Regions from separate parts of the Mus musculus genome. Here all the other regions are linked to region 1. Evidence: chromatin contacts called from public Hi-C, Micro-C, capture Hi-C and promoter capture Hi-C data. All regions are on one chromosome and are shown on one strand. Each heading gives the region's core, a stretch centred on a gene start, on an enhancer-like site or on the middle of the called end of the contact. The rest is flanking DNA. Distances are from core to core; before and after follow the strand shown.

What was found. Promoter capture Hi-C pulls out the DNA fragments that hold promoters and counts their contacts. A called contact is a pair of places that touch in the nucleus more often than the background predicts. Capture Hi-C pulls out chosen DNA fragments and counts their contacts.
Region 2: a capture Hi-C map of macrophages shows a contact between it and region 1, with 3 times the contacts expected there. The contact joins the promoter of Timm23 here to the promoter of Ercc6 in region 1. A contact is called at or near these places in 10 of 39 promoter capture datasets (the 3T3-L1 cell line, the C10 cell line, the HPC-7 cell line and 4 more), 2 of 484 Hi-C or Micro-C datasets (both in embryonic stem cells), 13 of 115 datasets of contacts at active chromatin or transcription factors (the 230-238 cell line, bone marrow-derived macrophages, craniofacial prominence and 9 more) and 4 of 9 other capture datasets (adipose tissue, embryonic stem cells, liver and 1 more).
Region 3: a promoter capture Hi-C map of neural stem cells shows a contact between it and region 1. The contact joins the enhancer-like site here to the promoter of Ercc6 in region 1. A contact is called at or near these places in 8 of 39 promoter capture datasets (the 3T3-L1 cell line, the C10 cell line, HPC-7-derived erythroid cells and 5 more), 1 of 15 datasets of contacts at CTCF or cohesin (the NIH/3T3 cell line), 1 of 115 datasets of contacts at active chromatin or transcription factors (a beta-TC-6 cell line) and 1 of 9 other capture datasets (adipose tissue).
Region 4: a Micro-C map of embryonic stem cells shows a contact between it and region 1, with 4 times the contacts expected there. The contact joins the promoter of Dph3 here to the promoter of Ercc6 in region 1. A contact is called at or near these places in 1 of 39 promoter capture datasets (neutrophils), 3 of 484 Hi-C or Micro-C datasets (CD4 T cells, Th1 cells and embryonic stem cells) and 1 of 115 datasets of contacts at active chromatin or transcription factors (thymic regulatory T cells).
Region 5: a Hi-C map of LSK cells shows a contact between it and region 1, with 1.9 times the contacts expected there. The contact joins the promoter of Tmem273 here to the promoter of Ercc6 in region 1. A contact is called at or near these places in 1 of 39 promoter capture datasets (the 3T3-L1 cell line) and 1 of 484 Hi-C or Micro-C datasets (LSK cells).
Region 6: a contact with region 1 is called in a promoter capture Hi-C map of liver. The contact joins the promoter of Vstm4 here to the promoter of Ercc6 in region 1. A contact is called at or near these places in 2 of 39 promoter capture datasets (embryonic stem cells and stem cell-derived epiblast-like cells) and 1 of 9 other capture datasets (liver).

The regions. Positions count from the first base shown.
Region 1 is chr14:32,511,598-32,515,057 of GRCm38.p6, forward strand. It overlaps Ercc6 (excision repair cross-complementing rodent repair deficiency, complementation group 6), which reads left to right and starts at 1,924. Exons shown (of 21, transcript NM_001081221.2): 1 at 1,924-2,002.
Region 2 is chr14:32,200,004-32,203,414 of GRCm38.p6, forward strand. It overlaps Timm23 (translocase of inner mitochondrial membrane 23), which reads right to left and starts at 1,888. Exons shown (of 7, transcript NM_016897.3): 1 at 1,640-1,888. The coding sequence starts at 1,745. Parg (poly (ADP-ribose) glycohydrolase) reads left to right here and starts at 1,968. Exons shown (of 18, transcript NM_011960.3): 1 at 1,968-2,462. The coding sequence starts at 2,243.
Region 3 is chr14:32,244,033-32,247,616 of GRCm38.p6, forward strand. All of the region lies in intron 9 of Parg (poly (ADP-ribose) glycohydrolase), which reads left to right. Among named protein-coding and RNA genes, the nearest start is that of Parg, 44 kb to the left of the region's middle. Within about 2 kb of position 2,214, at least 10 of the 459 cell types and tissues checked have an H3K27ac peak or open chromatin away from gene starts, as enhancers often do. A contact at or near this core is called in neural stem cells, where this site is marked.
Region 4 is chr14:32,084,213-32,087,832 of GRCm38.p6, forward strand. It overlaps Dph3 (diphthamine biosynthesis 3), which reads right to left and starts at 1,480. Exons shown (of 3, transcript NM_172254.4): 1 at 1,198-1,480; 2 at 695-769. The coding sequence starts at 1,305. It overlaps Oxnad1 (oxidoreductase NAD-binding domain containing 1), which reads left to right and starts at 1,516. Exons shown (of 8, transcript NM_145460.2): 1 at 1,516-1,841.
Region 5 is chr14:32,784,238-32,787,795 of GRCm38.p6, forward strand. Tmem273 (transmembrane protein 273) reads left to right here and starts at 1,726. Exons shown (of 5, transcript NM_001163616.1): 1 at 1,726-1,859. The coding sequence starts at 1,814.
Region 6 is chr14:32,854,841-32,858,143 of GRCm38.p6, forward strand. Vstm4 (V-set and transmembrane domain containing 4) reads left to right here and starts at 1,916. Exons shown (of 8, transcript NM_178791.5): 1 at 1,916-2,126. The coding sequence starts at 2,072.

The sequences.
Region 1 (3,460 bases), core at 674-3,173:
GGGTTGTTAGGTGATACAGTTAGGTCTTCCATCAGACCTATGTAAGAAACTTCACAAGCACAGCAGTGGTTCCAACTGTGTTGTTAATACCCCGGTACAGTTAGGAAACGAAGTCCTTGACGGGCACCTGGGTAAAGACACAGGTATAGGCGAGAGCAGAGATGGGGAAGAGCGGGCTCGGAGACCACTGCCAGGGGAAATGATCCCATCCCTCTAGGCACAGGCAGGGGTTTTATAATTTAGCTTTATAAGCTTGAGGAGTAGACCAGGAGAAGGAGAACAGAGATAATGTTCATGCCTGGAGTTCAGAGGACAAGGTGTGGGAGTTGGTTCTCTCCTTCTACCATGTGGGTCCTGAAGACAGGATTCAGGTCCTGAGGTTTGGTGGCCACCTGGTCAGCTCAAGCCTGGTTTTACTTCTACCCAAGGTATCTCCAGAGTTACCTTATAATCTGATTTACTAGGAGAAGGATAATAGGAGGGGTGGTGTGTGCAGAGAATTCTTAGCAATCTCTTGAGATGTAATATTTATTTGGCTAATGCTATGACAGTCGTGGCTCTCTGAGAAGCACGAATATATGTGTGTTTCACTTGCTTCGCAGAGCCCCTCCTTTCCTTAACCTTTGAGCTTAAGCCCTGATTAAAATGTCTTTAATGAAATCTTTTGACTCTGCTTCATAAACTGGCGGGTTGCTGGGGATGGCAGTGAGGAGCCTCTCACTACTGCCCCCCAAAGTTTTGTGCCTTTACACTGGACTTCGTGCCAAGGACCCTGACAATTCCACCTTCTCTATTCTTGGCATTTCTGGGCTAATTAGTTCCCAGTTTAATTCAGCTACCTCTTGGGAAACTGGGCTTTTTCTTTGTAAATTCTCACCTAAGCGAGACCACCTCCAGGATTCTTGGTTGGGTAAAGAATGTTACTACTTGGCTTAGATAGTTAATATTAGTTAACAAGTATTAAGTGACTTAATGTAGTTAAGCCATCTGTTGTAGACCTGCATGTTGTACATGCACTCAGGTGCTCTGCCCAGGTCTTGGGGTGGTGTTGGTGAGCGGTCATAAAGGTACGTTTTCCTCTTCGGTTTTAAGATGTGCCAGATGACTAAGGCGGTGAGGTGAGGATGTCAAAGCAAAGGATTTGAGCACCTTTAGCTAGTCACTCATTGGCAGACTCCCTTTTCTTTCTCTAAAAATGATTTCTGAGTTCGAGGCTAGCCTGGTCTACAAAGTGAGTTCCAGGACAGCCAGGGCTATACAGAGAAACCCTGTCTCGAAAAACCAAATTTAAAAAAAAAAAAAAAAGAAAAGAAAGAAAGTTTGGTTTCAGACCCAGGGACAAGGGACTGAGATGCGTATTTTACATATCAAAGCCTCCAGGTTTTCCCAGCATCCTTCAGTCCGTACCTGGCATACCATGTCTCAGTCCCTACCTGGCATACCCTGCCCCATAACCCTGAACTTCCCAGCCCAGGGCCTGGGCTGCCCTTCCCTCAGAGGTTCCTCCCAAAAAAATCCAGGCATTTTGCTCTCTCCTTCTCTCTCTACGCATACACGACCCCCACCCCCACAATGGCGACTTCAACCCTTGGGGCCAGTGAACTCGACAGACAACCGCCTTCCAATAAACCTGCCTTTAGTATAATCTGGTTTAAATTGGCTTATTTCACCGGTGGTGACGGAGAAATAACTTATTAATATCTTTTAATTCATAAAACTAGATAACATTTGTCAAGAATGATACAAGCCGCTCAAATGGCTACAGACTGACCACACAGTCCAACCTAGCCCAGGACAAAGGCCACGCGCGGCTCCCTTTGGTCAACGCACGTGGCAAACCCTTGCTTACAAACGGCTCAGCAAGGCGCAGGCGCCGTTGGTCCTGCCCGCCCCCAGAGGCGGTGCTTAGCACAGGCCTAGGGCGCATGCGCTAAGGTTTGTCTCAACGCTCCGTCGCGGCGGTAGCGACGAAGAATTCGTTTGGGCAGCCGCGTGGTTCTGGGTGAGTGTTCGGCAGCCGGACAGAAGGCCGGGTGAGAGTACTTGCGCCTCGGGCTCTCCATGAGGCTGTGGCCCCGCGCCGTGGGCGTCTAGCCTTCTGCGGCGGAGCCCGTCCGAGCGAGCCGCGGCTTCGCCCGTGGGCCGGATATCTTCCGGCAGGCGCACCTGAAACCGGAAGTGACGTGTGGCGCCGGCTCTCACCTGAGCGGAGGGCACGGGGCAGTGGGGGCGCGGACCAGCCCCTTGCATTTGCTTCTGGGTTTGTGAATGGGGCCCGGCGTGCAGGGCCTACAGGGCTCTGGTGGGTCTGGATGACGATGATGGTGTCCTTGAGAGGGAGAGTCAGGGTGGTGCATACCCGGCGCCTTCCGTAAGATGCAAAGTTGAGTGGGAGGGACAGAGCTGTAAGTGCTGTAACCCGGTACCCTTCGCGGTGTCATCTTCACCGCTGTCCTTCTCTTCCGAGCCCTCTCGTCTTTTTCCTCCTGACTTCATCCTATTAGCACTGCACTGCTATTTCTCTGTTATCCAAAACTGGTCTTTTACGAGCATTAATTGGGTCCTGCTGTTGTCACGCATCCTTAAACTTTTTGAGAGCCATTTCAGTGAAATATAATTTAAGAGCATACCCCCCCACCCCCCGCCCCCGGACCCGTGTAACTTGTCCCTTCTCGCTTCAACACCGTACTTATGTACAGATAACTCTCCAGACCCTAATCCAGCTTGGTTGTGGCCGTAGAAAACCCAAGTCACAAGTCTGGTTTCCTAGCTTTGTAACTTTTAGATGTTTCTGGAACGACTGAAAGATTTACACAGCGAGCAATACTATAATCAGCTCTTGAATTTTGGTTACAAAGTTCTCACTGAGTTCCAGCCTTTATTCATTATCTCATTTCGAGATGCTAACTCTGCTTTTGACCTTGATCAAATCTCATTAATCTTTTAGAGTGACACTTTGTCAGAGAGGCCACCTCACACCTTACCTTCACAGTTTTACTTAGGTCTCTCTTAATTGCCGAGTTATGTAACTTCTTTTTATGGCCATCACCACAGTTGCCCTTGTATATATCTATACTAAAGCCATTTTTTCTTTAAATGCCTGGCCTCCCAGGGGACTAGGGGGAACTGCCTCATGCCTCATTTGATTGAGTCAGTAATTTTGTCAGTGTGTGATTTAGTTCACCTCTGAAACTTTAGTGCTTTGATCAAATCCTTCTTTACATTATACTCCCCCCAACCCCCATGTGCATTCTCTCGCCCACACATGCAAGCTCTCTTCTGGCTATAGCTAGAAGCTAAACAGCTTTTTGCCCTCCTTCCCCTCCCACCATGAACTCCAGGCTGTTAACTTCAGCTGCTCTTCTTGGCCCCTTTCAGTTCTTACTCCTTTGTTCTACCACTTCTCTGACCATCCCAAGGAATGACTTTTCTCCAAGGCCTACTGGTTACAAGAGGAGGG
Region 2 (3,411 bases), core at 638-3,137, 310 kb before region 1:
TGATCAATTCTTTTTTTTTTTTTTTTTTTTTTTTTTGGTTTTTCGAGACAGGGTTTCTCTGTGTAGCCCTGGCTGTCCTTGAACTTAGAAATCCGCCTGCCTCTGCCTCCCAAGTGCTGGGATTAAAGGCGTGCGCCACCACGCCCAGCCTATTGATCAATTTTAAGTCCTGTTATTTCAGACTTCCAATTGTTACACAAGCATCCCATCTCATACCAACCATTTCTTACTTTCTCTTATCCCTTCAACACACTTTCTCTGTAGAAATTATGAAATCAGCCCTAATGGCTTTCATCTACAATTAGATCAAATCTAATCCCCCCTTCCTTGCTTATAAAAGCTTGTATTTGTTGCTGTTTCCTGCCTCTCAACTCTTTTTTTTTTTTGGTTTTTCGAGACAGGGTTTCTCTGTGTAGCCCTGGCTGTTCTGGAGCTCACTTTGTAGGCCAGGCTGGCCTCGAACTCAGAAATCCGCCTGCCTCTGCCTCTCGAGTGCTGGGATTAAAGGCGTGTGCCACCACGCCCGGCTTGCCTCTCAACTCTTACAATCAATCTTGTATCAGTTCATTCCCTTGCAACTCTAAAGACAAACTGACCCAATAGCTTCTCAAGAAACACAGCAGGTTTGTTCTGTCTCTCAAGCACTTGTTGCTAAATTCAGGTCACAGCTCTAACTTCAACTCCCAAGCTGTTTTCTCTAACCTGTTCTCCAACAACCTTCACGGCCCATCACCACCACCACCATCTCAGGGTCCTATTTCAATTGCCATGTCATCTATCACTAACTTCTGTGTCCTCACGTTACTCTCCTCAGTAGTATGTGTACTCTCTCACCTTAAGTAGTGCCCTTCATGTTATGCAACTGAGATATCCTAAGATACACATAAATTGTGTCCTGGACTCAAGTTTTGACAGCAGACATTAGGGTTATCAAACGGCTTTCTGAATGTTTTTAAGTGTAAAGGTTTTACTTAGAGGATTAGCAAGAAGAAACACTTTAGTAAAGTGTTATTAAACATTAACTCCCAAGCTCTACTTATCCAGTCGAATATCCATAATTACAAAACATTAAAAGCCTGAAAGACATACTTAGGTGATTGAGAAGGGCCAACAGGCTGGGAATTCATGCCTCTGCATCTTTGAATTTGCTTATATCGCTTTCAGAATTTGGCTCTTTTTTCTTGTTTAAAAATCTCTTAAAAGTTTCGTTTGCTTCCCCAGCTCCTTCTGATTTCCTGAATTGTCTCTCACACGCACAAAGAACGAAAAATGTTTTCGCCTAACTGGTTTAGAAATATTTAAAAGCCGTGTGAAAAAAAATTAATAGCGCGCTTGTTATTTGGAATGTTTATTTCTAGAACTAGGGTCTCCTAACAGGGCCAAGCATACAGAAAAGCGTGTGACGAGAAAAGACGGGACGGGGCACTAAAGAGGAGGACATTTTGTGTTTCCTCTCGAAACTAGGTCACTAAAAGAGCTTCCCGGGGATTTACGATCCCCCAAATTCGTTCAGCCTTGAAACCCAATCACCGGCGGTGAATCTCGTAAAGGCGAGCAGGAAAAGGGACAGGAACGTTACACATTTCTAGCTGTCCCAGGAAGGAGTCAGAAAGGGGAGCAGGCGAGGCCCGATACTCACGCGGGACGCCGGCCAAATCAGCGTTCGAGTAACCCGCTCCTCCGGCTCCGAAGAAGCCAGCTAACCCGCTGGTGGATTTGTTGCTACTTCCTCCGCCACCTTCCATGAGGTCGCAGCAAACGGCGGTGGGCTCGCCACCACCACCTCAGGCCGGGGACGTATGCTCGGCCGTGGCCGCGACAAGCAACAGCGGGAAGACCCGCGTTGCTCCTGCCACCTTCACCACGCTGACCTTCCGGGCGCCGGCTCCCGTGAAGTATCGCACTTCCGCTTTACGGCTGTGTGCGGCCCGGAAGTGGGAAGCGCGAGACGGCTGCTTTCCGGTGGTGGGAAAGTGAGCCTGGAGCCGGAGCCCGATCTCGAGCCGAGTGGAAGCGGCGCGTCCCGGGGCTGGTGGGCTCCCTGCTGCCGAGCGGAGGCAAGCGGCTGCGCAGCGAGGGTCTCGCTCGAAGGCCCGAGGAGTGGCAGCCTCCAGGCGGGCCGCTGCGGAGAGGGAATGGTGCGCGGCGCGCCGAGAAGGAGGCGCAGTCCGTCCCTGTCCGGGTTAGTGAATGAGGCTCTCCGCCCGGGCCGGCCCGGGGACTGTGTGCTGCGGGTCCCAGCATGAGTGCGGGCCCCGGCTGGGAGCCCTGCACGAAGCGGCCCCGCTGGGGCGCCGCTGGAACTTCTGCGCCGACTGCCTCGGACTCCCGGAGCTTCCCTGGCAGGCAGAGGCGTGTTCTCGACCCCAAGGACGCTCCCGTCCAGTTCAGGGTCCCTCCGTCCTCGCCAGCCTGCGTCTCGGGGCGGGCGGGACCGCACAGAGGCAACGCCACCTCGTTTGGTACGTGGGAAAAAAAAAATCTTTGTCCTTGTTTCAGTGTGAGGACCAGGAGACTCCAGTCACTCCTAACTGATCTTGTTTCCACCACTCTGATGACCCCGATGTTCAATCACTAGATGCCACTCCAATGAGAGGCGCTACAGTTTTACTAGTGGCATGTGTGTTGTGGAAAACTTTGTTGGACAGGTAGTTACCGGACCTCCCCGGGATACTTTCCTCAGCTTGGATAGAGAATTTGCCCTGTTAAGGAAGTCTAGTTGTGTATGTGAAGCAGAAGGGCGCTTCAGTCTCCAAAAATCGTAAAGAAAGTTGTTGCAGTAGACTCAGTGAGAGCTGACTTCCAGAGTGCAGAGCTGTTAGCCTTAGCTTGCTGGATTGTATTTGTCCCTGGCACACGATGTTGAACACGAGGAACTTGGTCTCTTCTTTCGTACCTTGAAATCTGTGAGGAGAGAGAAACAATAGCACAAGTCAAATACCTGTAACAGAGAGTAATGGATGTTGTTGTTCATGAAGGAGCCATTGTTTTGGTAGGAATTAAGTATACTTAAGTTAGTTATGGTAGTCCAGAAGGTTTGGTACTTACTGTGAGTACTGGAGAAGAAAGTAAAGAGGTACTTCAGATATGCAGTGGGTGCGCAGAATCAACGGTGGAATGGTGAGAGATGGGCTGCAGAGAATTAGGACAGTGATCCTACTCTGCTGAGTAAGTGTGGACAGTACTAAGGATCTTGAATTTTACATTTTCAGGGCAGTGAGAGGCTATTAAAGAGTGTTCAGTTGTGTGAAGGGGCGGGGTAAGGCAAGGACTTGGTTAGTCTTGTTTTCTTGAACTGTCTGTATATGTTTGGTGTATGGAAAATGGAAAAGAAAACCTGGTTGAAATCTCAGGACTAAAGGAGTTGGTCTAGATGGGGGATGCTTTACACTTAGACCCTGCTGCAGGCAG
Region 3 (3,584 bases), core at 964-3,463, 270 kb before region 1:
TTCATTTTAGGGTTGGTAATGTCTCCTGGGTTCTCTCACTGTAAAAGAGCTACCTTCTGTGTTTTCTCAGGAAAAGGAAAACCCTGCAAATGATCTCAGTTTTCCATACTCACTTGAGCATCTGTTGGTCAATCTTTTATGCATTTATTATGTTAGTGCTTGTCGATTGTAATTTTTCTATCTTCTATGTTTGTTAACTGGCATTTGTTGTAAGGAAGATCTGTTTCTTAACTCCTTTTTTTTAAAAAAAATGTTAAAATGGACTAATGATCTTTATTGTACATCATAAACCAATGCAGTTATCATTCATTTTGCTATTTATAGTTTTCTTTGACCATTGAGCCTATTAAGAAATGGCCTTTTATACTTTTAACAAAATTCCATCATCTTTTTGCACATTTTTTTCCCTTGAGAGTCATAAAATGTTCTAGGTTTATATTATTCATTCCCCAGCCCTCGGATCAACTGTTATTTAAGGGTTCTTGATTCTTTTTATTTAGAGATTAAGATATGGGCCATAGGTTTCTCATTGTTTTTAATGCAACTTATTTTATATGGGTAGCATTTCTAAGCTCTGTATGTCAGTGGAGAAGTGTATTAATAGTTCTGTACAGTACCATAATGTTAATTCTAAAGGCCTTGTGTTAAGTCTTTTATAATTATAAAGTGCTTCTCTCTCTCTCTCTCTCTCTCTCTCTCTCTCTCTCTCTCTCTCTCTCTCTCTGGAGATGAGAAAAGTCGTAGAATTCAGCTGATTAGTAGCTGATACAATTTTTTATTTTAAAAAAATTAAGACATTTCAATATATTTATAGGATTTTGGGGCTTTTGTTTTTTTCGAGACAGGGTTTCTCTATGTAGCTCTGGCTGTCCTAGAACTTGCTCTATAGACCAGGCTGGTCTCAAACTCAGAGATCTACCTGCCTCTGCCTCTGGAGTACTGGGACTAAAGATATGTGCCACCATAGCCAAGGTCCATTTATCGGGTTTTTAAAGCAAATGAAAAATACGGCACTATTTAAATATAAGAATACTTTCAGGTCACCCTAATTCTCAAGTTATATTACGGGATCTCAAACACTAAGGCATCTCATTGGAGTTTGTGTTACACAGACACTCTGTACTATCAACTCTAAAGGGAGCAGTAGCAATCAAAAACAAGTTACCAGTGTAAGAGAATTTCCATTAAAATCCCATTGTTGGCAAACAGGGTGGTAGTCTTGCTATATCATGTGCTCTTTAGTTCCATCAGTTTACATCGTGAGGAGTGTTTTCAAATTCTAACAGTAATTGAGCTTATAGGGTGGTATTTATTCTGAGTGAGCAGCAACTGTATTCCTCACTGTGTGTTAAGCACACTAGGGTGACAGAGACCTGACAGGCTGAATCTCTTGTTCTTACTTTTATGTAGAAGTTATCTTGTTTTTAAACCTTGTAACTGTCTGGACTGCCCTTCTCTCTATGTGGCTTTTATTCCTCCTTCAAGATTCAGTTCAGAGATCAAAGATCAAGTTTTTAGTTACCTCTGCCTGTCTGGATAGTATTCTTGAGTACCCTGTACCTGCCTCTGCTTGTGAGGTGGTGTGTTTTAATGACCCTAATCTAACAAACAACAAGAATGAGTTCCTAACCACTGATGTGTCTGTTATAGCCTACCGTTCTTCTCTCTGTGGGAGTTTCTAGGCAGGGAAGTTTATGCAGGAATGAGGTTTTGGGGAGCCTATACCTCATGTATAGAAAGAATGAGACTTGAACACTGTCTTCTGCTTAGGTCGGGTGCTTTTCATGTCTGACTTCCTTGCAAAAACTGAGTACTCCGAGAATGCTGAAGAAATGAAAGGCAAAATGAAGTTCCCTTTCCCCTGTACTTCTAGAAGATCAAGTACAAATTATAGACTATTTTCCTTCCCCCCTTCTTCCCTCCTCCCTCCCTCCCTCCCTTTCTGGTTTTTATTTAGAGTTACAACTTCTGGCAATTCGGGTGTGGGTAGGGGGAGGCTAGAATTCAGTCTCAGATGAGGTAAGGCTAGCTACTTGAGTGAATATGAAAAATGGTAGAAGTGTGTGGTGGGAGGCTGACGTCAATAAATTGAATAAGCCTTCCTTCTTTTATTTATTGTTGTGTTCTTCCAGGCCTGCTTAGTTATGTTAAATACCTCTGACCTTTTCCCCTGCTTGCCTTTCTCAGCCTGAACGTTTATATAAAGGCTTCCAATGTGATTAGCATTGATGCTTCTGAAATCACATGGAAACTAGATGGTCAGTGATAAATTGTGGGTCTCAGCAGTGGGCAGCCCAGGAGGCTTTTACATCTGCCTCTTCCCTGAATTGAAAATGCTGCTGGGGCCATATGGCAGAGTGCCTCTCAAAGGAGGACTTTCTGGCCAGGTTTCATAGCATCACTTGCTTCTGTTTTAACTGGAGGTTATAGTGCTTTGGACTTGATTTACTGTATGCAAGTGGAGTTCAGTCTTAATTTAAAGAGGGGTGTGTGTGTGTGTGTGTGTGTGTGTGTGTGTGTGTGTGATCTAATTCCAGTAATGTTTTCCACTCATGGGAAGGTTTTGTTTAACCATGATTCTCTGTAAGTATAGAAGGAAAAACACATTAATAACTATCTGACCCTTTACTGACTTCCTCCCTTGACAATGCACAATGTTTTATTTAGGACAAAGTTAAATTGCCTGACTAGCTTTTTTGTGTTGGCTTTTCAAAATAATTTGTAATTATTATTTAGTGTAAATGTATTATGTATGTGTAAATGTCTTCTCTACATGAGCAAGGATTATTATGGCCTGGCTTAATGTACAAATTTGTATACATGTTGCTTATTGAAAAATGCACAACAGCTCCATGTCTTTAGAACTTTGAAAAATCTACAGTAGGAAAAAAAGATGTTGGAAGTTTTAATCAGATGATACTTGATAATTGTTAGTTCCCCATCTTTCTCCTTGCTTGTCTGTCTGTCTGTGCTTGTCTGTCTGTCTCATGTCCTCTCAGTGTCCAGGCCCATGTCTCTCAGCCTCACTCTTCCCTCTCAGGCCCTTCATCTTTCTTTACACTCAAGGCCCTGTCCTCAGATTGTATATCATTCACATGTCCATTTCCAGTGAATTCTGCTATTTTTACATGATACAAGAATAGGATAAGTCATTTTATTTGGGTGGCTATGCATAGTGTAGCCAAACTGGAGAATTGTCACAAAGATTTTAATCTTATTTCTCCTGATTGACCACACTACACACACACACACACACACACACACACACACACACACACACACACACACACACACACTTACTCTTCCTTCTAAGGAAGTGAGAAATGCAGAAGACATAATGGTGCACACCTTTCATCTCATCACTCTGAGTCTGAGTTTGAGGCCAGTCTGGTCTACACAGCAAGTTCTAAGGCAGCCGGGCTATATGTGAAGGAGGAGGGGGGCCCTGATGATGGTGAGGATGGGCTGAAGGAATGGCTCAGCAAGAAAGATGCTTGTCACATAGCCCTGCTGTCTGAATTCCATCCCCTGGGTCCATGCTAGGTGGGAAGACCTGGCTTCCAGAAGTTGTCCTCCAACCCTAC
Region 4 (3,620 bases), core at 230-2,729, 430 kb before region 1:
CTTTGCTCCATAAACCATTTTAAAATAAGAATGAATCATTACATTTCTATTATTGTCTAAATTAACACCTGCTTCTCCCACAAAGTTCTGTGCTTTGGTCCAACTTACCCTATAGTCATTTTAGAATTTATCCTCTAGACTGTTACATTCTGTACTTAGACTCCAAAGCACTAACTGAGCTTTGGGTGGGAAGTAAAGATATTTACCCCTTTTCTATTGCCATTCCTAATGGATACAAAGGAACATGGAACTGTAACATTACATCTAGGAACTATATCTCAAACAAGGTAGATTCTGTACATAAGCTAGGCAAGCAATAAAATGCAATCTTCTAAAAATATCCTAGAGCTCTGAACAAACTAAATATTAAATACAAGAGAAATGTCAAAAGGAAGAACATCAATTAAAATAACCATAATTTTTCATTCCTGATTAAGTCATCAATTTTCATTACAAAGCAATTTCTTTATTGCCCTTTCCAAAGTGATCATAAGTTACATAAAAGGCAGATCTCTGTGAATTCAAGGCCAGCCTGGTTCACATCATGAGTTCCAGTATAGCCAGGGCTACTTAAGGTCCCTGTCTCAAAAAACAAACCAACACCCAACACTCTTCCGCCCTTTTCTATCAGACAGGCTCCTTTAGGCCCTTGTCATTAGCTCACACCACCCATCCCCTTTAACATATCCCTTACTTTGTCATAAATCACTTTTATAATGAGTGAGCAGCTAGGACACGTGGCCACATCTTCTCCATTTTCCAAATCTTCCTACAACGCAATCAAACAACATATGGTCAGCATAGCCTTTCGTCAACTTCCCATAAATCTCTCCTATGTCTATGGGCAAGTCTTTAGTTGGGTAACAACACAAAGAACTTTCCTCCCAAGTGTCATCTAGGAAAAAAAAACAGGGAGATTAGATTGGTTCGATCGCCTCCAAAACCCTGGGGTACAAAATCAAGTTCCCTTCTTCAAAGAAGCTCCCAGGGGAAAAAAAAATAGAAAAAAAAGAAAAACACTTAGGGGCGGGACTACGGAGAACAGCGCCCTTAACCCGACCCTGTATGCTAGACAGCCTAGGTTACTACTTTAGGGGCGGGGGTTCGGAAGAACACGTGGGTAACTGAGCCTTCCCAGGGACACCGGAAGCGACAATGCGCAAGCTCGAGGGATCGCCGGCGGGCCCTTTAGAGTACCTTGGTGATGGCAAAGTTATCCCCACAGGGGCAAGGGTAGAAATATGTCTCCGAGTCCTCGTCATATTGAAAGTCCTCGATCTCCACCTCGTCGTGAAACACCGCCATGGTCACCCGGTCGGCACCGCATCAGCTTGCCTACCTGCGCCCAGGCAGGGTAAGGCCCGGTCTTCCCGGTCCACCCTGGCGCAGGAACAGTCACTTCCGGACGCACAGGCGATGACGTAACTTCTACCGCCGCGGCCAAAAGGGTGACCCGGTCGCGGTCGCCATGGAGATAGCGCCGGAAAGATGGTGCTTCCTGCGCAGCAGCGTTGCGCAGTTCTCCGTCCACTGGGTGCCAGCGACCAATAGTGTGAAGGGCTCCCTCTCATGGCGGTTACGTCAGTCCGGGGCCCGGGGAGTTTGGGCTTGGGATATAAACGAGTTTTCTATGCAGGTGGAGTCTTGTCCTCCATAGCTGACTTCAGAGGACATTAAAAGAATTGGCGGAGGCTACGCCCTCTTGAAAGGGGGAATCATTGAGGCTCAGGGAGCCACACAGCGTCCTCTCCAGTTCTCGGCCCACAGCGCTCCTGCAATTGCGTTTCAGGCGACCTTGAACTCTGAGTGACTCTTGGCCTGTTATGAGTTCTTGCCTGCAGGTACATCACTGCCTCTCTCACCCCAGCCACTTTCTGATACCCCGGTTGTGTTGTAGAGAACCAAGATCTGCAAGACAGGGGCGAGTTCTAGCCATATTTTAAATATTCACTGCAGTGGTGGGCACAGTAGCTTTTAATTATTGGGGTTTTTAGTGGGCAACCTATATGTTAAACTTGATCTTGAGGTTCAAAAATCCATTTTATTCATCTTTAACATAGATTTAGAGACTGGGCATCTTGCCCAAGATTGCATACCTAGGCCATAACGATGAGCCTAGCTGTCTCTAAAGCCCAGGAACAAATTATTTATGTGAACTTTAGTTCTCGGTAAAAGGAATGGTGTTCCTGGTATTTTCGTCAGCGTGCAGCCTCTTCTTTGAGAAGCACGTTGTTCCGAGAGCCGTGCTGGGCTTGTTCCGGTTACAACCAGGGACTTTGGAGTAGTGCTAAGCAGTTACTCATCTCACTGGAGGAGTGCAGTGTAGTGAAAAGTAGTATGGCAGAACTGGATTCCAGTTTGACTTGAAGAGCTCTGGGGGTTGGAAAATTACATTCTTTGGTTCTTACATCCTCTTCTGAGAGTAGATCCTTTGGAATCTAACATTCTTTTGCACGAGAATGAATAGTTCAGCAGTCATGTATGACTTATGTAGTTTACATTTCTGTAACAGTGTTTAAGTATGTACAGTTGTGTGCATAAATTACCAATTTTGTGCATGTTTAAAGGACACTATATTTTGAAGCCTTTTTGAAGTGTGAAAACCTATGGGCAGAGAAGCCTTTGGGAGGAAAAAACCCAGAACTTAAGTGTATGGAAGGTTGTTTCAAAGATCTCCATTCCTTTTTTTTTTTTTTTTTTTAACATAATTGAAGATCTAAATAGCAATTAGGAGATCTTTGTAGCCTGTTGCAGGTTAGCTGTAGCCTGTCTGGGCAGAAGAGAAATGCAGTGAAAGCCTTCTATCTTTATGGGTATAAATACTTCCCAGGTAACCTCTGGGACACAGGAAGAAAACTGATTTCCAAGTGTCTGTCTTTAGTTCAGATGATCTTTAGTTCTTATGAGCCATTCTTGAATGCGCAGAAATGGATGCAGTTGTTGGTAGGGAATGGCCTGGCAAGTATATCGATCTGTAACCCCAGCATTGATGCAAGCAGGGGCAGAAACAGGTGGATCTCTGGAGCGCAGGGGCCGACAAGTTGGTGAGCTCCATATTGGGGAGGCTACCGGCCACACGAGGCTCGTAGTGTGTATAAGTTCTTAGGTCTTTTATTTAAAAAGCAAACACACAAAAGGCTGAAGAGCTGGTTCATCAGTTAATATCACTGCTGCTCTTCCTGAAGACCGACGTTAAATTCCTAGCACCTATATTGAAGTTAGTTATGTCTATAACTCCAGTTCCGGGCCACCCTTTTCTGGCCATGTGGTTGCTGGGAATTGAACTCAGGATCTCTAGAAGTGTAGTCAGTGCTCTTAACTGCCAAGCCATCTCTCCAGCCCTGGACCTGATGTTTTAGAAAGCAGTTCAGACCCATCAAAAACAAATTTCTGGGGCATCTTAAAGACTGAAGTTATAATCAGCTAGCTTTTCTTTTTAACTTCTCAACAAATCATTTGTGTGCATATTATTTAAAATAGTAAAGGAAAAACTTAATGAGCCATTTATTTATGGTAGTTGACACTGGGTTCTGGATAATTCTTATGTGTGTTTGATCATTAGAATAACACAGTGAGGGCTGGTGAGATGGCTCAGTGGGTAAGAGCACCCGACTGCTCTT
Region 5 (3,558 bases), core at 476-2,975, 270 kb after region 1:
CAGTCAGTATTAATAGTCAAGACAGGAAGCTGTGAGGGTCACGTAAGTGTCACGTCCTCAGAGAGCACTAGGCCCAGGAGGAAGGGCTACCATCGTTGGCTGACACTTAGAGGTTTAACATGAGAGCCCAGTGGGTGGCTCACCCTCTGCCAGCTCAGTTAGAGGCTCCGGACTTGTCACTATGTGGATCGAACATTTAAAAAGTAACATTGCTTATCTACCGTACTTGGAGCCTCACATCAGCTCGATGAGCCGGGAGAGGCAACCCAACGAGAGTTCTGGGAACTTGAGTGGAAAAAAATGACTTTTGCATTCTCTGACCTTGAAGGGAAGCCTAGCACCTCCCTCCCACCAGTGCAGAAGTGAGCGGCACATAAACCGCAGAGATGTTATCACGTGGTGACTGCTATGAGCAGGGGTCATGTGAAAAGAGTTATAAACTCTTCCTAGCCATATAAAGCACACACAATCCAGGTATTTTATTTACATGCTGTAAGCCAAGATTGGGCAGGTTTTGGAGCTATTTAATTTACATCCCAGTCATATGTCCCTTGTTATTTGCTGTTTCTCCTGGCTACGTGTTCATGGTCTTTCTCCTCTTGTGGCTGCTTCCTCCCCCTTCTGTGTCCTTTCTTCTTCTCTCTGTCTTTATCTGAAACTCCTAGCCAGGTAACTGAAAACCCGCCTACCTCTATCTACTGCCCAGTCACAGTATTTTATTGGCCAATTAGCTTGGAGGGCAAGGATACATAGCATCATCTGGTGTATGTGAGGATCTCCACGTTGGGTGGCAACCAGATCTTGGGGGCCAGTATTTAGTATTTGAATACACAGCAGCATGAGACCAACCCCTTATAGGGCTAGGGATTGGCCCCTCATACCGCCACCCTTGCAAACAGCTGAATGAATACCATTAGAAAGTGTGTGCCTGCCCTTTAATCTGTGAACATATCCTGTTGTTTGCTGTGTGGTAAGAAGCAGACATACTTCTTTAGCATGAAGAACCTTCTAAGAACCATTTCAATATCCATCCATGTCTCAGTGCTCCTGACTTATTTTATAAACCTTGTCTACTTGAGTGTGGATGTCTGACACTTACATAGCTGGGTCTGTTTGCACACATCTGCAATCACTGCATGAAAAAGGCCTCAGCAAGAGATCAAGAATTTAAGTCTAACCTGGTCTACACAATAAGCTCTCTCTGGGAAAAACAAAACAAGACAAAAAACAAACAAAAAACAGGCATCAAGGCTGCAGCCCAGAGACAAAGGTCTCACATGCCTTAGGGGCTGGTTGATATTAATAGCATCAGAAAGGTTTCTGAGAAGAGGGTAACAGGCCTCCCCAGATTCCAAAGAACCAATGACTTATCACAGAGTTGTGTTGAGGGAGAGGAGGTGGTTCCAGCCCCAGGCATTAGAGGCTACTCTAAAATCTGGCTTTCTGTACAGACCAGAGCAGGCAGCATTCTCCTTTAAGACCTACCAGCAGGGGTCTTTGGGCAAGAAACCAAAGTGATGCTTCAGTGTTGGAGATCTGGGGAGAGAGCCAGAGGAGGACTTGCGAGCTTTAGCATCCAGTGGTACACCCTCCTGGGCACACATGAACTCTCTCCCACTCGCCACTAGGCAGAGCCCAAATAACAGGAACTTCCTTCACCCCTGCCTGCAAAGGGCCAAGAAGAACCCACAGTCTTTGGCTGTGGCTGTAGCTTCCTTCCTTGTCAGTCACGTGGGGGCTTAGCTCCCATCCCTGGAGCCTGGGGTCAGACAGCTCACTTGCTTCATCTCAAGGAGTCAGGACAGACACCACTATGAGCTCTGGGGTCCCATTACTGAGAGTCCTCCTCTTCCTCTTAGGTAAGTGAAGGCAGATAGTAGAAATGGAGTGGGTGTTACCCTTTGCCAGCCTGGGAGCCCAGTGAGTTTAAACTGTAGATGAGACACCCATGGGCTTCCTTCTGAATTGTGACACATCCCTCGGGCTAGATGGCCTTGCTGACTTGGGTGGGATAGTGGGCAATATCCCCATTTCAGTTTAGATGCTGCTTACAAGCATGCTGGGCTGAGGGAGGAGAGGGCTGAGGGGGGTGCAGAGGAAGAGCTCCAGGCTTGGCTAAAGGACAGTCTGCTTCAACTGTGGCTTCATTCCTCCCAAACCGGAACATGCTTCTGGCACCCTGAGCACCCTGAGTTTCAGCTTCTGACCTAACGAAGTGGAAGATAGTGTTCCCTTCATAGGCTTGTGAGAGAACTGAGTTAAGCTTAATCGATCCAAGTCAAGATAATTGCCTAGAAGAGACAGGCTGGTGGGGCTGCCCCATTCCTGGTGATGACTGTGTGCGGAGTAGAGCGGGCAGAGGAATGGCCAATAGAGTAGACCCAGAAGCATTTTTGTTTGTTTGTTTTAAAGCACTTGTTTTTGGCCAAGCATTGAAAGGTGGAAGGAAGGAGAGAAGCGGGAGTAAGGTGGGCAAGGACTGGGAAGAAATAAAAAGTCAGGCATAGAGAGGAAGAAACGTGGTAAAGTGAGAGGAGCTACAAGATTGCTAGAAGTACGCAGAGACACTGAGAGCAGCGGCTGCGGGGAGGAGGGCTACTTCGCAAAGTGCCCTTGGCGTCAACTGTGCTTCTTCGGAAGGCAGCACTCATATGCTTTAAGATGCCTTTTCCAGAAAACTGAACAAAACCGAAAAGCAAGCAGTCTGCCTCCTAATGGTTTCTTGAGTCTGCAGGTGTGGCCTGAATCCGGTACACAGACAAGATTACCGTAGCAGGTATCCACGAGCGAGCACCCGCACCGCGAAGGGGCAGCACAATAAATACCTGGGTCTTTGGTATTGGCATGTTGCGACAGACCCCTCTCATCCACTCGTGGATGTTGGTTCCTGACAGCGACAATGAGGAGGTCGCAGGGACCAGCAAGCAGTGAATAAGGGTGCGCAGGACAACCAAACTCAGTATCGTTGCCAGGCAAAGGGCCAGAAGCCAACAGAGTCTCTAACCTCACTTTCTTTCTGCTTTGGGCCGACAGAAATACAGGCCGCTCCATCGTGGGGAATCTGGGGTAGGGGTCGAATTTAAAAACGAAGAATAAAGTAAAATGATATAAACAGACAATTCACTGAAAAATTGCAGACAGTAAGCCTTTTAAGATGCTCCGTCTGACAAACCCAAAGAGAAGTAATAGCGTGTGGCATATTTTGGTGCTTCTGAGGTGCAAAGTACTGGCTAAAGTCAGTCCCCACAGTGTCATGGAAAGACATCCTGGTACTGCAATCTCTGGGTGCCCTTTTAAGCTCTGGGGCCCAGTCATTCTGCTCTTAAATGCTTTCACATAAAGGTAGGGCATAGAGAGGACCGCGAGGCAGCTCTAGACTTCCAGCATGTTACTTTTTGTTCTGTTTTTTGCAAGCACAGAGAAATAAGGCAGTCATCTTCTCTGTGCCAGTTTCCTCGTCTATCAGTTGAGGCTAATGATCTGTCCTACTTCCTTCCCATGGTATGGTGGTTGAGAGGTTTCTTAGCAGCGTGTCTGACTCCTGGTGTACGCTCAGGA
Region 6 (3,303 bases), core at 666-3,165, 340 kb after region 1:
TAACTCCCTTGCTCGAGATCCTTTTGATCTACGGTTCTCTTTTTTCTGCCTCCTAGGGACTGGACCAGATTGTTGTACCCAGCTAGCCTGCAGAGTCCCTGGCACCAAAGTAACACTTATTGCTATAGTTTGACTATAAAATGTCCCCCACAGGAAAGTGTTGAAACTTGGGTCCCAGCTGGTGGCTCTATTTTGACAGGTGATGGTAATGTTCTGGTCTGTGTATATGAATGCATGGGCACTCGCGCACGTGCACACACACACGTGCACACACACACGTGCACACACACACACACACACACACACACACACACACACACGCACGCACACGCGCACACACACATACACACACGCACGCACACTCGAGAGAGCATACAAAGAAAAAAAAACCCACGTGTCCATAGAAACCTGGACATGTTTTGGGTCCACTTTGAACCTCAGTTTATTCAACCTGGGGCCTCACAGAAGGAATCAAATATGTCACTGACTTATTCATGCCTGCAGAGTAGTTTCTGTGCTGTTTTATGGACGTCTTGGAAGGATGTTTGCATTCTTGGACTGTAGGACTCAGTTTGACCATAAACTCTGTCCCCCTGCTTTGTGTGTGTGCGTGTGTATGTGTATGTGTTTATTACTGATGGTGCAAGCACTGCACCATCACCACCCTTTGACCGGGAGGGATTCAAAGTAGAAAAGGTCTTGTTAAGTTGACTACACTAACAAACCTCCACCTTCTTTGTAGTTGGGATGACACTCATGTCGCCTTACTTCTTGCCCTGGTGCCTGACCCAGCAGCTCAGCTTCCGCAGGCCTGGCTTTCTGAGGAAGCTGCTGTTTCCATCCTGGCTTTCCTGGTGCTAAGTCCAGTCCCTAGGAAGCTGTGCTGCATGGAAGGCTCTCCCTGGGATCAGGTCCCAGAGGGCAAAGCCCACTGACATAACCAGAAAGAGTGGACAGTCCACCCTGAAGCTGCCCCGGAGTCGGTAGCCATTGGCTGGGTCAGTACCCCCTGGCAGGACCTCTCTTGCTTTGCTCCACCCCTCCCCATCTTCCTCAGGCCCTTGAAGTGGAAGGATGTGGGACTTCTGTTTCTCCTCTTCTGCCTCCTCTCTCTCTTCCTCTTCCCCTTGCTCCTCTTCCCACTCCTCCTCCTCCCACTTCCAAGGACCACTTTAAAAAAATGGATATTTTATTTATTTACATTTCAAATGTTATCCCCTTTCCAAGTTTCCCCTCCAGAAACCCCTATCCCACCCTCCCTCCCCCTTGCTCATCCACCTGCCCACCCCCAAGGACCACTTTTAACAAAGTTCTACTTGACTGGTGGTGTTTTCTGAACCCCCAACCCCCATCCTGGACACACACAAAGGAACCCCAAATAAAGCACAAAATGACTGCTGATGTTCACCACCAGGCATTGGGTGTCAAACTTTAGCCTGATTTGGTAAACAACGTAGCAAGGGTGGGACCATTTCTTTGCAGCAGAGCAACTGATGGAAGACTCAGAGGCACGTGGAGATGACAGACATTCTAGGCTCTCACCTGGAAAGTTGAACTCTTCTGTGGGAACCCTTTAACTTTCCAGGGATCCTCACCCAGCCCCCATCTCCTTCTCCAAGTTCAAGGCAGCAGTGGAAAGTTGTTTCTCAGCTGCTGTGAGCCTTCTCGATGGGAATGCCTGGTGTGTGTGCTGTCCAGGCTCAGGGTTTGTAGATGAACCCAGTACCTAAGTTTCTGGATCCTTCTTAGGAATAATTGGGTTTGGAACAAGGAGAGCTAAAGGTCTCCTGGACAACGTCCAACGTTACAACGTCCTCCTGGACGCCTTAGCTCTGTACAACGTGAATCTCCAGGGTCACCTCAGTTTTCTCATCTGAGACGTGGGCGTGGTGAAAGGGGACACCGTGGGCTGGCCCAGTTAGTGGATGGAGAGGCCGCTCCTCCAGCTCGGCGTAGACCCAGAGACCCAGCAGCGCTGGCCCGAACTGTGGCTGGAGGCCGAGGGGCGGGCCGGGCCCGGCGGGCGGCGGCGCTCTCCCGGGTCACAGCGCCGGGCGGAGGCGGCGGGAAGATGCGGCTGCGGCTCCTAGCGCTGGCGGCGGCCGTGCTGCTGGGTCCGGCCCCGGGTAAGCGCGGCGCGGCGGGCGGCTGCGCGGGAGGCCGGGGCTCGAGCGGGAGGGGAGGCCAGGGTTACATGGGGTCCTGGAGACTCACTCGTACCCCGCGATCCTGGCGGCGCAACGGCGGCGCCGACTCAGGTCTCCTCCGGTCCCTAGTCCTGCCCGTGTCCCGCGATGGGGACCTGCTCTCGGGACAGCTCCTGGTCCCTTCTGAGTCGCAGGCCGCGGAGCTCAGGGCGAAGCCAGCCCGATCAGAGCCCCAAGTCGGCGCCTTCTTTCTGTCTTTCGTAGTAGTCGAGACCCGCAGCTGCTGCCAGCACCAACTTTCCTTTAACTATCTTTGGAGACGCTCCGAAATGAGGTCAGGAGCGACCGGATCTTCCCAGCCTACTGGGCACTGAGGATTTACTAGTGAGTCTTCTGAGATGGTCAAATCTGGTTAGACAGGGTGTCATCCATCAGAATCCTTTCCCACAAACACACTTCTTTGGGGGCCACCTCTGTTGGCTTGCACAGTTTTATGGCTCCCACTTACAGCGGTTGAAGAACCTCTTTCGCTCCGTCCCCAGCAAAAGGTATATTAGTGACTCTCCCTTCCCAGGTGACTACCAGCAAGAGGTGTACACTATCTCATTTAATCACAGTGGTGTTTCAAAGTAAGAACATCAAGGTTTTATCAATCCAAATACTGCGTAAAACATTGGCTCAGTTTATCAGTCCACCAACCTCTAAGGACAGCGCAGTTTTAGCCCCATTTTAAAAACAAAGAACGAGAGGGACAGGTATGAAAATTTGAACCCTTTAGATTCCAACCTGGATGTACCCAGGGTCACCCTGTAGCTCCTGCTTATCATCCTTCACCTGGGTCTGTCATTCACTCCACCAGATGCTTCCCCTATGGCTCCTGACCTCCATCTGCAAGGGAAAGGCCAACATACTTCACGTATAAACCCACTCTCAGGGCCTGCACAGTCTTCGGCCTTCATTTAGGGGTAGAGTGGGAGCTTATTGGTCACCCAGTCCCACCATTCATCTCGCAGAAAAGAAAACTATCAGTTCAAGTACTTATTAAAAGCCAAGCTGTGGTTCAGAGCAGTGACTACCAGTCGTCTTTGAAGTCAGATCCCGTAGTTTTGAATTTCATCTCTGCTATGCGCTGTGTGAGCTTGAGCAAGTTGTTCAG